2 separate regions of the Pan troglodytes genome follow, and region 1 is linked to region 2. The links are chromatin contacts, called in public Hi-C maps. All regions are on one chromosome and are shown on one strand. The core of a region is the stretch at or near the end of the contact, and the rest is flanking DNA. Distances in the headings are between cores, read along the strand shown. Region 1 holds the start of VPS4A (vacuolar protein sorting 4 homolog A). Region 2 overlaps TANGO6 (transport and golgi organization 6 homolog).

Evidence for each region. A called contact is a pair of places that touch in the nucleus more often than the background predicts.
Region 1: a contact with region 2 is called in a Hi-C map of stem cell-derived neural progenitor cells, with 3 times the contacts expected there. The contact joins the promoter of VPS4A here to the enhancer-like site in region 2. A contact is called at or near these places in 1 of 7 Hi-C or Micro-C datasets (stem cell-derived neural progenitor cells) and 1 of 1 datasets of contacts at active chromatin or transcription factors (stem cell-derived excitatory neurons).

Annotation. Positions count from the first base shown.
Region 1 is chr18:67,357,030-67,360,168 of NHGRI_mPanTro3-v2.0_pri, forward strand. It overlaps VPS4A (vacuolar protein sorting 4 homolog A), which reads left to right and starts at 1,785. Exons shown (of 11, transcript XM_016930073.4): 1 at 1,785-2,160. The coding sequence starts at 2,140.
Region 2 is chr18:66,941,460-66,944,836 of NHGRI_mPanTro3-v2.0_pri, forward strand. It overlaps TANGO6 (transport and golgi organization 6 homolog), which reads left to right. Exons shown (of 18, transcript XM_511059.9): 9 at 1,104-1,280. Among named protein-coding and RNA genes, the nearest start is that of TANGO6, 59 kb to the left of the region's middle. Within about 2 kb of position 1,257, at least 5 of the 24 cell types and tissues checked have an H3K27ac peak or open chromatin away from gene starts, as enhancers often do. A contact at or near this core is called in stem cell-derived neural progenitor cells, where this site is marked.

The DNA.
Region 1 (3,139 bases), core at 535-3,034, 420 kb after region 2:
CCGGCCATGTCCTGTTTTCCTCTCTGGCCTTGGATCCTGGCCAATACCACTTTCTTGCCTTTCGTCGTCGTGTCTCAGTTCTTCAGTCTGGAATGTTCCTCAGCCTTACTCTAATTCGCATGTGCCTGAGTCTCAGCACAAGGCTTTGATTGTTCAGCACAGCTCTCCAGCTGGCTCTATTCGGTGTTGCCTCACAACCAGGCTGTGTCACACACTCTTGGCAGAGATGCCATGATGCCATGCTCTCTTCAGGGTATCATGTGGAGAGACACACGAGGGCCACGCATCCCACCACCAGGGGTGTTCCCTTCGGTCGCGTAGTCAAGCTAATGTCCTCATTGTTTTCTCCTTTGTATTTATTTATTTAGAGATGGAGTTCCGCTCTTGTCGCCCAGGCTGGAGTGCAATGGCGTGGTCTTGGCTCACTGCAACCTCCGCCTCCCAGGTTCAAGCGATTCTCCTGTCTCAGCCTCCCAAGTAGCTGGGATTACAGGTGCCCGCCACCATGGCCGGCGAATATTTTGTATTTTTAGTAGAGACAGGGTTTCGCCATGTTGGCCAGGCTGGTCTTGAACTCCTGACCTCAAGTGATCCACCTGCCTCGGCCTCCCAAAGTACTGGGATTATAGGCGTGAGCCACCACGCCCGGCCTCTCCTTTGTATTTAATTAGCATTTTGTGAAGAGAGATTAAGGTGTGCCAATTTTTTGGGGTTTTTTCTTTTTTTTTTTTTTTTTGGAGGCAGGGTCTTGCTTCATTGCCCAGGGTGGAGTACAATGGCCTGGTCACGGCTCACTGCAGCCTCGACCTCCCAGGCTCCAGCAATTCTCCCAACTCAGCTTACGGAGTAGCTGGGACTACAGGTGTGCGCCTCCATGCCCAGATACGTTTTTTATTTTTTGTAGCGATGGGGGTTCACCTGTTGCCGAGGCTGTTCTTGAACTCCTCGGCCCAAGCAATCGGCCTGCCTCGGCTTCCCAAAGTGTTGGGATTACAGGCATGAGCCCCCATACCCAGCCTCAACTTGGATGTTTTTTGCCCTCCATTTTTTTTCTCTCACAGGATAGACTTGTGGACAAATGGATCACTTGCCTCTGGTGCGTTTTTTTTTTGTTTGTTTGTTTTGTTTTGTTTGTTAATTTAGCGACGAGGTCTTACTATGTTGTCCAAGCTGGTCTTGATCCTCGGCTCAAGCAATCCTCCTGCCTTGGCTTCCCAAAGTGCTGGAATTACAGGCGTGGGCCACTACACCTAGCCCTAGAACTGCTTTGATCATTGTATCCCCAGAAACTAGCACACAACGCTGCACACAGTAGGTGTGCATGCCTGTAATCCCAGCTACTCGGGAGGCTGAAGCAGGAGAATCGCTTGAACCCGGGAGGCGGAGGTCGCAATGAGCCGAGATCATGCCACTGCACTCCAGCCTAGGCGACAGAGCAAGACTCCGTATCAATCAATCAGTCAATCAATCCAAGCAAAACAAAACTGGCTTTGAACAGTCAGCGGCATCCCACCAGGGATTGAGCCCCAGTGTGGGGCACACTCTGTTTACATTAGCTAGCTCATTTATTCCCCACAAAAGCCAGACAAGGCAGGTGCTAATTATGATCGTGCGGTATTAAACATGGAGAAACCAACGCTCTGATAAGTTCGTTTTATTGTGAGAATAAAACTGCTCAATGGGCGCTGTTATTCCAAGCGAGGTCAGGATTTCCGGATTCTACCCCACTCCGCCCCTGGCCCCGCCCCTAGAATGTACGTCCCGCCAGGCCCCGCCCCGGCCTTGTCCCACCCACCCCCGTCCCCGCCCCCTGTCCGTCTCGCCCTAGTCCCACCTCCTCGTCCCCAGTCAGTCCTGCCTCTCGAACCGCCCCCTGCCTTCGCCGAGGCAGGGAGAGGTGCCTGCAGTGCGAGCCGTGGCCGCTAGGGGGCAGCCGCTCGGCTCGGGCCCGACCGCTCTGGGCTGCGCTCCTCGCTTGCCCTCGGACTCGGCTCCCGCTGCGAGCGGCCGCCCTGCCCGCGCACCGCGCTCAGCGCCCACCGCCGGGCTTCCCGCGCCGGACCCAGTACCTCGGCTCCCCGGGGCCGGACCGAGGCCGCAAGCAGCGCCGCGGGGTGTGGGGCGGACCCAGGAGATGAAATGACAACGTCAACCCTCCAGGTACCTCGTGCGGCCCGGCCCGACTTCGGAGGCCGAAGGCAGCGGGGCCTGCGGGCCGCAGAGCCGGGCGGCGGGCGGGTGGTCAGGTGGGCGCCTCCCAGCCCCGGCCTCGCGACCCCGCTCCGGCCGCCCCCTCGCCGCTTCCGCCCGTGTCTGTTTCCACGCGCTCGGAGCCGGGTGGCATCTCCACCCTCAGGCCTTCCGGCCCTGCCCGGCTGGCCCAGCCCCAGGGCCGCTTCGTGTAGCCGGCGCCCCGGTACCGCCGTGGGGATCAGCCTCACCCGAGCTGCACAGGCACCCTCAGGAAGCTCGGCCCGGGGTCCGGCTGGGCGTTCAGACAGCGATGCTCGCTCCCTCCTCTCCTGTCTCACTCCCTCCTCTCCTGTCCCGGGTCCTGGAAGTCCCTCGACCTCACTTCGAACAAGCCCCGGCCCCTTCCCCAATCTTCGACTTCCTCTTCTCGGCCAGCGACCCTTCATTCATTCCCTAGATCCTGCAGGGTGGTGCTGGGATGGCGCCACCTGGGTGAACAACTGACCCACCCTCTAGGTGCTGTCAGTCCTGCGGGGCCAGAAGAGATCAACATGCTCAGGCCTCATTCCGGGGTTTGAATCTCAGCTCTGCCACTCACCAGCAAGTGACCTTGGGCTAGTTTTTTTTTTTTCATCTTCGGGTCTCGAGTTTCCTGGTCTGTAAAATGGGGTAATGCCCTCTAGGTTGTTGTGATGATAGCTTTAAATTGAATAATTACGGTAAAGCATTCTTGTATGTCTGGCACATAGTAGGTGTCCATTAAGTGACAGCCAACAAAGTGCCTGGGAGAGTTAGACAAGACTTCATGGAAAAAGGGACATCAGAGTTCCAGTAGCATTCAGAGACCTGGAGGTGGAGGAGGGCAGAAGTAGGAGCAGACATGGAATGAGTTGGGGTACCAGGTTAGGAATTAGAGTCCATAGCCAGATCCCACCGTACCACCAGC
Region 2 (3,377 bases), core at 7-2,506:
GTGTTTAGTACAGTCCCCGGCAAATAGTAAGCTCAATAAATGGTAGCTATCATTATCACCATTGCTAAGTGGTGAAGGAAAACACCATCTTTTGTACTATTCAAAGCTTACATAGTTCCCCTGGCTCTTCAGCTTGAGTCAGCACATCCTTGTATCCCACAGCTGCAATGGCAACGACAAGAGAGAATGCATTGGAAGAGGGAGGCTGTACATCTGTGAACTTGGTTTCAAGGGACAGTCCACAAAATAACTCTTGTTTTTGTTTTTTTTTGAGACGGAGTCTCTCTCTGTTGCCCAGACTGGGGTGCAGTGGTGCGAGCTCGGCTCACTGCAACCTCCGCCTCCTGAGTTCAGGCGATTCTCCTGCCTCAGCCTCCTGGGTAGCTGGGCTTATAGGCACCTTCCACCATGCCCGGCTAATTTTTGTAGTTTTAGTAGAGACAGTGTTTCACCGTGTGGCCAGGCTGGTCTCGAACTCCTGACCTCAGGTGATCCACCCCCCCCCCCCCCTCAGCCTCACAAAATGCTGGAATTATAGGCGTGAGCCACCGCACCTGGCCTCTTGTTTTTGTTTTAAAACTCAAGTCCTCACAGCACTGTCATGTCCTCATCAGAGACTGACAAGGAACATGTGAATGATGATTTAGTTCCTCTTCTAGTTGATTGGCACAGATGAAAGGGGTTGAGGAATCAGCAATATTTTGTTGGTATGCTGTTTCTTGGTCTCCAGCTGTTGGTCTTGCTGAGCGTAGATGATTTTTATCCGTGTATACTTTCTTTGACAGTGCCTGATGCAAAGGCAGTAGTACACTTGGAATTACCAAAAAAAAAAAAAAAAAAAAAAATCACGTGGGGCTCATGTGGCAAATCAGGGTTGCTGCCAGAACCAAGGATTAGTCAGTCACTCATTGAATTTCAGGATATTTGCATTCTGAAATTCACAAGAAGCATACTTTCCACTCCTGCATTTCAGTAGTACTAGGAGATTGTGCCAGCATTTAAAATGCAGTGGAACCTGACAGCCTTTCTTTCTTTTTTTATGTTAGCTTGTTAGATGCATGGAGTAAGATGACAAGCTCATTCATAACTGCTTTTTCTGCCAGGTCACTTTGCCAAGAAATCTTATTATGGATTCTGGGGAAGCTGGAAAGGAAGAAGGCAATTGCCAGCCTGAAAGGATTTGCAGGGTTGGACAAAGCTGTGCCCTCTCTCCATTCTCTGTGTCAGTTTAGAGCTGCCACTCAAGGTGGCATTATGATTACCATCAAAGAGGCCATTAGGTGAGTCCACCCATCCGTTACTGTTCTCTTCAGATTTAGTTCCGCCCAAAAGGCCATTCAGTGATTCAACCACTAAGGGGCGCTGATAGAAAAGAAACCAGAAACTCAAGTGGCTCAGGTGCCTGCTATTTATATTCTCTAAATGAAACGTGAGCCTTAAATAATCCTCCAGGTTTTTTCCTAAGATGCCTGCTAATAGTTGGTGCAATTTACTGGAGCCTCACAGCTCTGCATCACAACAAGCCCACTTACTCCACCATCTTTGCCAGTTAATCAGAGTAAAGGGCAGACACATGTTCACCCTTAACACCATAATAATCCAATTATCTTTCTGACTCTCAAAATGGTATATGTGTGTGTTTATAGTCAGACTTATTCCTGAGGGAAATTGTCCAATAGCTATCTTTTATGGTAATTTTATGATGGAAATTTGTTTCTCATAGGGATTGATTAGAAAGTGCTTAATAAATATTAGTGGAATGGATCATTTATTTCTCCAACATCTCACAATTGCATATTTTAAATTATTTCCACTTTCTGGATGATCTAATGTTATTACCTCAGAACGTAAATTCCTGTTGGTCATAGTCCATGTAATGTTCATGGGTGGCTGCTATCCTGTTTGGATTTCACATCACATTCAAAGTGCTGCTGTTTGTTGAAGTGTTGAAATATAATTATATATTCATGGTTAATTTGGTAAAGTTTTAAAACACCCCTTCAGTTTGATGGACTTGAGGAAAATAGAAAAACACATAGATTGCAAACAGAATTATCAGTACAAATGCAAGCTGCTATTCTGCCCAGCAACAGTTATTAAGAAGATGTTTTTGGCCAGGCACGGTGGCTCACACCTGTAATCCCAGCACTTTAGGAGGCTGAGGCGGGTGGATCACCTGAGGTTAGGAGTTTGAGACCAGCCTGGCCAACATGGTGAAACCCCATCTCTATTAAAAATACAAAAATTAGCCAGGCATGGTAGTGCATGCCTGTAGGCCTAGCTACTTGTGAGGCTGAGGCAAAAGAATTGCTTGAATCAGGAGGTGGAAGTTACAGTGAGCTGGGATCGTACCACTGCACTCCAGCCTGGGCAACAGGGCGAGACCATCTCAAAAAAAAAAAAAAAAAAAGAAGGACCAGGCGTGGTGGCTCACACCTGTAATCCCAGCATTTTGGGAGGCCGAGGTGGGTAGATCACTTGAGGTCAGGAGTTCAAGACCAGCCTGGCCAACATGGTGAAACCCATCTCTACTAAAAATACAAAAATTAGCCGGTTGTGGTGGCTGGCGCCTGTAGTCACAGCTACTCAGGAGGCTGAGGCAGGACTGTCACTCGAACCCAGGAGATGAAGGTTGCAGTAAGCCAAGATTGTGCCACTGCACTCCAGCCTAGGTGACAGAGTGAGACTCTTGTCTCAAAAAAAAAAAAAGAAGTTTATTTAAAGAAACTCTATAAGAGCAGCTTGGATTTTATGATCTTTAGATCCAGAGTTTTTACTTTTCTGGAATTAAATATAATTGTTTGGAATTTACTCTTTATCGTTGAATTTTAAAGCGTGACTAAAGTAGTGCTTCTTAAGATAATTGTCATGTGTTTTTGTTTTGTTTTGTTTTGTTTTTTGGTGCTGAGTGTTGCTCTGTCGCTCAGACTGGAGTGCAATGGCATGATCTTGGCTCACTGCAACCTCTGCCTCCTGGGTTCAAGCAATTCTCTTGTCTCAGCCTGCCAAGTAGCTGGGACTACAGGCGCGCGCCACCATGCCAGGCTAACGTCGTGTTGTTTTAGGAGTATTTGAATACAGTACTTCATTTTCACAATCAAAATGGCTCACAGAAGCTTAGAAGTGACGTTTATCCATTTTGGCTTTTCCTTTAACATAGAATGTTGTGGAGAAAACATGACTGATTTGAAGGACTCTGGAAGATTCTGGGATAATACAGGAAATATCCTAAGCTAAATATGTAGGTTATTCATTCTATTAGAGAAATATGAAGTCCGTGTTCTTAGTGAACTGGCACATTGAGACATACTGCCTGATGAGATGGGCTGCCAAATTAATAATTGTACTTTTCAATGAGATGAAGAAACATCTATCTT